Linked DNA regions of Oryctolagus cuniculus: region 1 is linked to region 2. A link is a contact called in public Hi-C data. All regions are on one chromosome and are shown on one strand. The core of a region is the stretch at or near the end of the contact, and the rest is flanking DNA. Distances in the headings are between cores, read along the strand shown.

Region 1 (4,776 bases), core at 2,197-4,696, 270 kb after region 2:
AAGCCCAGCCCCTCCATGGAGCCCCCATACAAGCAGCTTGCTCATGCACAGCAGAACATAAACTCCCCATGCAGAAGGTCAGCTTCATGAAAGCAGGAGTTCTCTCTCCTTTGTTCCCGTGGCATCCTCAGGGTTTAAAGCCAAGTTCTGCACCTTGCGGGCTTGTCAGTGCTACACAGGGGACTTCAACAAGTTCATGGAAAATGGAATTAAAAGGTATTTATTTTGGTGCTGAAAAATTTGAAATCCATGTACGGAGAAGTCTTCAAAAAGTTTCTAAAAATGTGTATTATATGTAAAAAAAATTTGCAGCAACATAAACATATCTTTCAATTCCATTTTTCCATAGATTTTGTTAAAAAGATTTATTTATTTGAAAGGCAGAGAGAGAGAGAGAGAGAGAGAGAGGTCTTCCATCTGCTGGTTCACTCCCCAAATGGTGGCAACATTTGGAGCCGGGCTAATCCAAATCCAGGAGCCTGGAATTATGTCCAGGTCTCCCATGTGGATGCAGGGGCCCAAGTCCTTAGGCCCTCTTGCACTGCTTTCCCAGGCTATAGCAGAGAGCTGGACCAGAAGTGGAGCAGGCAGGATGCGAACTGGTGCCCACATGGGATGCCGGCGCTGCAGGTGGCAGCTTTATCCACTACGCCACAGCACCAGCCCCCATGAATGTTTTGATTGCTGAATGAATGAACGCTTCTGATGCCACCCGGCTGGCTGCCAGTCAGAAGCTCTCTGACTTAGCCCTGGCAGAGCTGCTTCTACTCAGAGAAGGCCTGCAGAGCTTGGGGGACCTAGAACAGACAGACATAGCTGGGTGCTTCCCAATGATGAAGTAACTACAAACAAACAAACAAACAAAAACAAGTATTTCAAAACCAGAACACCTTATGGCCAATAGCTCCTGTCCAAAGCAGTTGTGTTTTTATGCCACGGGATTCTGCCTTCGGGATGGGGTGGACATACTCCAGGCACTCGCAGGTGTGGCTTCTGGGCCTGCCTGGGCATCTGAGTCTCTCGTGGCAGCCACCAGCCTAGCTTCCTGGAAAACACCTGCAGGCCCCAGTGGAGGTGGCTGGGTTGGTCCTGGAGCCCTCGGACTGTCCCTCAGTGGCACGGAGGAAAGCAAGCCCCAGAGCCCAGGGATCACTCTCAGCTGCCTTTCCTTTGCAGGCTCAGGACGCCGCCTACCACCTGCTCTGTGCTGCCCACTCTTTCAGTGTGTGGCTCTACTCTCTGCACTGGGCTGAGGCCTAAAAAGTTCCTTTTGACTCGCACTCCATCACGGTGATCCTAAACTGTCTGATTTTTTTTTCACTGAACTATAAACTAAGAGGGAACTTCAAAAAGTTTATGAAAACATGGACTTAAAACCCAAGTTTATTTGAGTACCCTAAAATCTAAAAATCCATGCATCATTTTTTTTCACTATATGCATGATCATGAATTTTTGAAGATCCTTTGTATGCACAGTTTTCAAAGTTTTTGCACCAAAATAAACTTATGTTTTAATTTCATTTTCCACACACTTCTGGAAGTCCTCCTTCTCATCTCTGGAGCCATCCTGACACTTGGTGTTCCCACACAGGGCCCTGTGGATGCCAGAGAATCAGTAACTCGGCAAGTTCTGAGGGTTTGCAGGCATAGCCAGCGAAAAACACGATGCAAGCTCCACCCTCCAAGCGGTCAGCTACCAGGAAGCACAGGAACAAAGTCTGACCCTGGTCGGATCCGGGCTACGTCAAAGGAAATGACACAGAACGCCACCAGCCATCTCTCCAAAGGGGGAAGTGGCGGGTCTGCCCAGCCTCTGGGGTACCAAGGATGATGTCGCCGGCGACAAGGCCAGTTAGAACCCAGCGACCGCAACAGAAAACAGGCCACTGCTTCAGACCCTTTTGTGACACCCGATACCTTGGCAGTCCTACCCAGAGACACAGAGCCAAAGGAACAGCTTGGACTTCAGCTTCTCTTCTCTCCCATTCATTCTCCTGGCCTTTTTTAGCCAAAGAAAGTTGGAAAGCCTGCTGGCCCGAGAGGACAGGGGCAAGGGTCCCAAGAATGGCATCTTCCTCCTGCAGGTGCAGAGCCTGGGACTGGTCTCAGCACGCTGCACCCTCGGGGTCAGTGGCGGACAGGAAGGTGGGTCACGCAGCGTCAAACCAAGAACTCCAAAAAGGCTTACGGAGAGAGGAAATTCAAAGATACATTTATTTTGGTGCAAAACATTTTTGGAATGCATGCGTACTTTTTTTTTTTTTTAAATACATATTTCCGTGGACTTTTTGAGGACTGCCTCATACACTCACAATAAATGATGGAAAACAAAGATGAATAGGATTTAATAAGCTGGGAACACGCAGAGAACAGAGAACGCCGCGCTCTGGCTTGCTTTCTATTTTGATCTGAGCCCGAGGCAAACGGCAGCCAATGACCCACAAGCAGAGCAAATCCCGTCTGTGGCCGCTCAGGGAAAGGAGAAAACCTAGTTCCAGACGGATCGGAGGAAACAGCCTTCGGTTTTTCATAAAAGGCCAAAGAGTCCACGTTGCGGAGAAGCGCCTTTATCCCTGGCCACTGACGCCATGCTTTCCCGGTGCTTCCTATTTGTGGCGTAAGGGAAATGACAGGGATATTAGCAGGCTGGGCAACTGCTCAGAAGACGCTCACTGACCTGGCTTTGCCGTGGGATCTGGGGCACGTGGGGGTACCTCTCTGGACCTAAGCGGCCAGAAATGGACAGTGAGGAGGGGAGCATTGCCCCCCCTCCCACCCCGCCTCCTGGCTTGCTTTGGGGATTCAATGAAGTACTTCCTGTGAGATACAAGGTGTGCTGTTAGAGGCGCTGGCAGTGAGCGTGAGCACCGGGAACCCACGCCAGGGCCTCAGGGAGCTGCGATTCCATCCCTCGCCCACCCCTGCGGCAGAGCTGGCACCGCGCAGGCTGCGATAATCAACCAGCTGCTGGACGCTGGCCTCGCAGCGCCCCGGTCTCTGCGGAGGGAGAGTCTCCCAGCTTTCCGGCTGCACTTCCCCACCTCTCCTAACCCGCAGTCACACAGTCTTTCCCCCAGGAAGTCACAGCAAACTCAGGAGCTTCGGGGAAGCAGCGCTCCGGGTGCCGCCTCCTCCTCCTCCCCAGTACGCCGTTGGCAGCAGCTCAGTGCACAAACCTGGCCTGGCCCCATGCCAGACGCCCTGTGACCACGTGCAGAGAGGAAAAGCAAGCTGAGGGGGCTAGGAAGTGGTCAGGGCCCTGAGCAATGCAGGGCAGGCTGTGGCCTTCCCGGGCCAAAGAGCGCTTCCATAGGGACTCCTCCATTGGGCTGCGAGGCAAGGATAGGAAGCTTGCAACAATTTTTATTTATGTATTCTCATTTTCTTTAAGAGAGAGAGAGAGAGAAATCTATCCACTGGTTCACTTGCCAAATGCCCACCATAGCCAGGGCTGAGCCAGGACAAAGCCAGGAACATGGAACCCAATCTGGGTCTCCCATGTGGGTGGCAGGGACATAACCGCTTGAACCATCACTGCTGCCTCCCAAGGTCTGCATTAACAGGAAGCTGGAATGGAGAGGACAGCCAGGACTTGAACCCAGACCCTCTGATATGGGATACATACATCCCAAGTGGCATTTAAAAAAAAAAAAAGTATTTATTTGAAAGGCAGAATTATAGAGACAAAGTAGGAGCTACAGAGAGATTTTCCATCTACTGGCTTATTCCCCAAATGGCTACAGAGGCCAAGACTGGGCTGGATCAAAGCCAGGAGCCAGGAACTCCACCGGGGTTTCCCACATGGGTGGCAGGGAGCCAAGCCCCTGTGATATCCTCTGCCACTTTCCCAAGTGCTTTAGCAGGGAGCTGGATGGGAAGTGGAGCAGCCGGGACTTGAATTGGCACCCATATGGCATGCAGGCATCACCACAGGCCACGGCTTAAACCACTGAGCCATAATACCCCCTCAGCTCCCCCGCACAAATGGCATCTTAACCCCAGGACCAAGCGCCCAGCTCAGAACACAGATTTAGGTGGAGGCCCTTATCCGGAGAAAACAAAGGGCAGGTGGCCCTCAAGAAAGAACTAGAAGGCAGCTAAGAAGTAGAACTCAGTGCCTGAGTGCTACCAGCCGCGGGCACCTGCTTGAGTGTGAGGTTCATTCCCGGGCCACACGATGCCACAAGGGGAGACGCCCTGTCCCCATGCTGCCAGTGACTCTCCTCCCGTCCCTGAAGTCTACTGAAATCATCCTGCAGCACCATGGGATTGTGTTCCTGGGGCTCCTGATGCCTGAACCTTCACACACTGCATGGCCGGACATCTCGGGAGAGGCTTCCGATGCAAAGCCCCGGCCCCGCCAGGATCCACCCCTGGGGGCTGCTCCATGAGGACGCCAAGTCAGGAGCCGGGAGAGAGAAAGAGAGAACGATGAGCGGAGAGGACCCCTGGGCCTCTGGCCCTGCAGAGCCGGGTCTGCGTGTCCTGGGCCCACCGGGACGCACCAGATGTGCGCACAGACAAGCCCTGTCCCAGGTAAGGAGGAGCTGGCCTTGGCTCAGCTCCCTGGGCTCCCAATCCCTTATGACACTTGCTGCTGCTTTCCCAAGGGCCTGGGTGACAGCCAGCTCTTGGGCACCTGCCACAGAGTGTCCAGCATTTTCCAAATGGAACCTTTGCTCCAATAAACTGGACTAAAGCCTGGCACCCGTGCTTACTGCGCCACGCCCCCTTCCCGCCACTGCCGGCTCTGGCTGTCTTTGTTCTCACCTCACC
Region 2 (4,840 bases), core at 333-2,832:
TGCATTGTGGTAACTATGATTCAGTATATAATAAGGACGGAAAATTGGCACTACACAGAGGTAATCTGCCTTTGGTTTACAATATAGCAGCCTCTTCATTTCATCAAAAACACTGTAATCACTTCTGCAAAATTAATTGCAATTAATTCCTGGTTAACTCTTGAAATTAAATCTAGACTTGTGTGCTCATGTTTTAAATTGTGTAAGTGCTCTCTCCCCGGTGTATATAAACTGAGAATTTTACATTCTATTGAATAGGGACCAAGATAAAGAATCTACAAAACAGCAAGGATATAAACAAGTTTATCTTCCGCTCATACTGATTAGAGAAGTTAATCTCTCCCATAAGAGTGGAAGGACTTAACAGTAAAGCCAGCCTACGTTACTACTCCTACTATATAAATCCTCAATTCCTTAAAATAATTTCCTCAACGGTGAAAATACCAAAGTGGAGAAAATAGGGAGGGGGGTACTGTAAATACCACGGGTTCCACCATTCTTAATCTTTCTATAATGTACCCCTCTTACACTTCACGCTGTTCAATAAACTTGCTTTAAGTCCCAACACAATCTGGATATGTGCTGATGGTTTCCTTCAAATATATTAAAATATCAGGAAAACGAGACAGTTCTGAAAAAAAAAAAATCCTCCAACACTTTAGTGTTGCATTTCGTTTGCTCCGGTCATCTACTTCGCTTTTCAACCTCACTGACACTGTCTGCCTAAATCGAAGCCGCCCGTTACATTTTCACCAAGATATTTTCGGGAATGAATGAGGCACGGATTCCTGCTCATCGTCTGGGCTCCCTGGATCCCAAGTCTCCACTTCCCAAGTTCCCGCTACAGCCTGGCGATGTGCCCCCCAATTCCCGTTACTCCGACTCCCAAGTCTGGGCAAGTTTTTCCAGCCGATTAAAACAACAAAACGAAAAACAAAACCTGCACGTGCAAACTAAAAAGTTAGCATCCGAAGGCCGCCGCGGCCAATCCCCCCACCACGGCACAAAGGCAGCGACACCCGCCGCGGCGGGACCGCCGCAAGGGCCAGCCCAGCCGCGGCCGCCGGGGCCCCGCACCCGCCGGCGAGCCGCGGCCAGCGTGCGGGGCGCCCGGCCCGCGCCTTCCCCGCCACCGGGAGGGAGCGGAAGCTCCGGGTGCGAGCGGCGGCGCCGAGCTGCGGGCTCGGCTTCCAGGCTGGGGCGAAGTCCCCTCCGGACGGGGCCGCGCCGCAAGGCTGGGGCTCCGCGGCGGGCGCGGGGGGCGGCGCGAGGACCCCCGCAGCCCCGGCTGGGGGCGGCGGCGGCGGCGGCGTGCAGACCCCCGGCCCCCTGGAAGCACTTTCGAGGCGTCTCCCACCCCCCACGACAAGATGGCGACGTGGACAGCGGGGGAGCCCGGCCGGCGAGGTTGGGGGAAAGAGAGGGGAGGGGAGAGGAGGCAGAAACAACAAAAAAAAAGGCCGGGCGACCCCCGCCCGCCCAGCGACCCACCCCGGGAGCGCCGCGGCCCGGCGGGCGGGCGGGCGGGGAAGGGGCTTACTTTTTCTTGTCGTTCGCGCCGCCGGCGCCCTCCATGGCGATTCGGTCTCCGCGATGCCTTCCCGGCCGGCGGCCCCCAGGCTCGCTCCGGCCTAAGCGCCGGCTCCCTGCACACGCGGAGAGAGCAGAGCAAGTCCGGGTGGGGGCGGCGGCGGGGGAGGGGTGCGAGGCGGGAAGCTCCTCGCAGAGCAGAGCGGGGCGGCGAGCGCGGAGTCCGGCGCGAGCCTCCGCGCAGGCTGCTTGTCACGGCCCGGCCCGACGCGCTGGGCCCACTCGGCAGCGAGGACGGTCCTCGCGTCCCCTCAGACGAGGCGGCTCTGCGCTCGGCGGAGCTGAGGCAGCGGGCAGGGGGCGGGCAAGGGCGGAGGCGCGCCCGGCCGCGCGGGGAGGGGAGGGGCGGGGCGGGAGCGCGCGCCCCCGCCCCTCGCCTGCCCGCCGAGCCCAGCGCGCGCGCGCGCGCCCCCGCAGGCCCGCCTCACCTGAGGGGGAGGCGGGCTGCTCGGGAGCCAATGGCGAGCGACGCAGGCGGCCAGTGCCCACCCCAGCCCACGTCGCTCTCAGCCAATCCGGAGGCGCTCAGCTGAGGCACAGCTGGGACGCGCCGCGGCGCTCACGTGCCCGTCTGTGTGCGGCCGGGGCGGAGAGAAAGGCGTTGGGGGGTGCGTCTGCGCCGGGACTAGGGGGCACCCAGCGCCTGCCGCTGGGGACGGCGGCGGCGGGCTTGCGGGAGGCGCTGCTGAGGGGAGTTGGCGGCTGCCCGGGCCCGAGGTTGCATCACGTTTTCCCGCTCCCGCGCTCCCCTCAGGCGGCGTAGCCGAGTTCCCTGTGGGAAAGCGCAGCCCTGGCGGCTTGGGCGCGAGCCCCCCGGGTCTCCCCGCTCGGACGCGTTGCGGCGCGGCCTTCCTGCCAGGCTGCCCGCGCTCTGCCGCACGGCACGGGGGACCCCGCGGGGCCCCTGAGGCGTTCTGTCGCGAACTTGTTTAAGTTAATGCCAGGGAAAACCTCACAGACCCGTTGTTGCACGCCTCTCTCCGAGGAAGGAAGGTGTGAAGTTACTGTAGAAACGGCTTTCAGAAGCGAGAATATATAAACCTGCATTTCAGGGAGGGTCGGAAAAATGGCTTTAGGCACACTTTTCTTTGTGCTTTCTTAGCGCTTTTGCAAGACGATCTTGCGTGGATTCAGAAGAGTCTCCTTGAGTTGCGTTCGCGGTGTAGACCGAGTCCGGAACCCAGGCTGCCTCCGGGGCATGGGCCAGAGCCCGCCGGGTTGGAAGGAACCGGGCACGACGGTGCTGGCTAGCACTGCCTGTTTGCTGACAGGACTGCGAGTTACGGAACAAAACTTAAGCACTTTTTTGTCTTTAGAACCATACATTTCAAGCCTCTCAAGTCTTTAAAAAAAAAAAAAACATATTTTGAGCTCCACAAAGAGCCACTGCGTATCCCTCCCCGGTGGACATCAGGGTATTTTACTGCACCTTTGCCTGGTTGTCACAGTCTAACTCTGCGCTGGTTGTTGCGTGATGTGGATATCTGCCTGTGGAGGATTTCAAGTGTGTGAATCACCAGCCCGGCTAACACAGCGTCTGACCCTGCTAGGAGAAGCCACTTGAACTGGTCAGTAGACCCATAAGGATTGATGCTAATGCTATTTTTGTTTTTTCAGATTGACAGCACTAAATGCTATGTGTTATCCAGAACAACCATGGGGTATGCCTGGAAAAAAAAATCATAGTTACTTATGATTTCTTTTTTTAAGTAGGGAAAGAATAACTTAAATTACAAATGTTTTAACATTCTGAAAATATGGTGTTGAGAACGCTGGCCTCAGAATCTAGAGTGAGTTTGCATACAGACTCTGACACGGCCTAGCAAATCAGCTAACCTCTGTACCTCAGTTTGCTCATTGTAAGATGGGGATTATAATAGCATATATGCCACAGAACTCCGGACTATTGACACAATACGTGACCAGTAGCTGGTACATAGTGACTGATGATTAGCTTTTAGTATCAGCAATAATCTTGTTGCCGTTATTCTTATCATTACCCCCAAAATTTGTGCCTCCCATAGTAGTGATAACCAGGACTTCTACTGGAGTTTAGCCAGTTTTTGCTATACAAGAAAGCCAATTATGTTCATGTAAATCCAATATATTCTCTGTTTTTCATGATTTTCCCACTCTCCATATGTGGGTGTAGTTGCAGAGATTTTTAATCATTTCCCTTCTCACTATACTTGTAAGCAATTCTCTATGGCCAGTGATGATAGCTACAGTGTATGATGTTTGTGGCCTCAAAATACAAGCATTTTGTAATAACAGATATATCGTTTAAAAACATTTTGATCACTTCAAAAGTTTTAAGCAGAATAATTCTTTCAACAAGACATTTTGAGTGTTCACTGAATTTTCCCCAAAGTTCAAATTCTGTTTCTGAAAGTTTGTGAAATACAACATGTTATGTGTCTGTGTATACCTGTGTAAATATGAGTACAGATAGGAGGATGGAAAGCAGTGATAATCCAACCAACTAGATCACAGAATTATATATGAACCAAATAGTGTGCCCTAATTCAAGCGGTCCTGTTAAATAACAAAGTTCTTAAAAAAGCAAAATCTCCTATGGGAAAATTTAAAATCTGAAATCACCTTCTTTATAGCCACCTATTAACAAATGCATGTACCGAGTAAGTACATCTTCACCAAGTCTTATTTTTATCACTTTCTAATCTAAGTGTCCAAGGTTCATTCTAACTCACTTTGCAGTGCTTTCTACATGGACAGCATACATACAAAGATTATTGGCAAGTGAATCCATTGACCTTTAACCTGTATGTAGTGGAAAATTGAGCATTCAAGAGGAAGCAAAGTAAGCTTGAAATTTGGATTACTACTTCATGATACAGAGCACTGAGCCTTTTAAATGCGAAACGCATCATATGCACGCCATTTAAATGGTTTTATACTCTACAAGAAGATTTAATGTTCATTAGTAATTCTTATCCTATTCTCTTTATTTGTAACAACGATTTAAAAAAATGTGCTATTTGAAAGGAAAGTGCTTAGAAAGGCCCTGAAAATTTTTTTCTTTCAAGAATCAAAACAAAGAAGTTTTTTATGGAGAATGCGAATAGACTGAAGATTTGACACTAGCAATTCTCACTTTTAACATGAATTTACAAAGGAATGCTGAGGGATTTGCAGTTTCTTGTCCAAGATATAAAGCACTTGGAAGTTGTCACTCTCATGCTTACAAAAAGAAAAAAAAAAAAAAGCTGTACAAATGGGAAACCTTCAA

Evidence for each region. A called contact is a pair of places that touch in the nucleus more often than the background predicts.
Region 1: a Hi-C map of liver shows a contact between it and region 2, with 6 times the contacts expected there. The contact joins the enhancer-like site here to the promoter of HIF1A in region 2.

Annotation. Positions count from the first base shown.
Region 1 is chr20:9,087,270-9,092,045 of mOryCun1.1, forward strand. The region is part of intron 9 of PRKCH (protein kinase C eta); the gene reads right to left. Among named protein-coding and RNA genes, the nearest start is that of PRKCH, 180 kb to the right of the region's middle. Within about 2 kb of position 3,447, at least 3 of the 8 cell types and tissues checked have an H3K27ac peak or open chromatin away from gene starts, as enhancers often do.
Region 2 is chr20:8,817,976-8,822,815 of mOryCun1.1, forward strand. It overlaps HIF1A (hypoxia inducible factor 1 subunit alpha), which reads right to left and starts at 1,583. Exons shown (of 18, transcript NM_001082782.1): 1 at 1,541-1,583. The coding sequence starts at 1,575.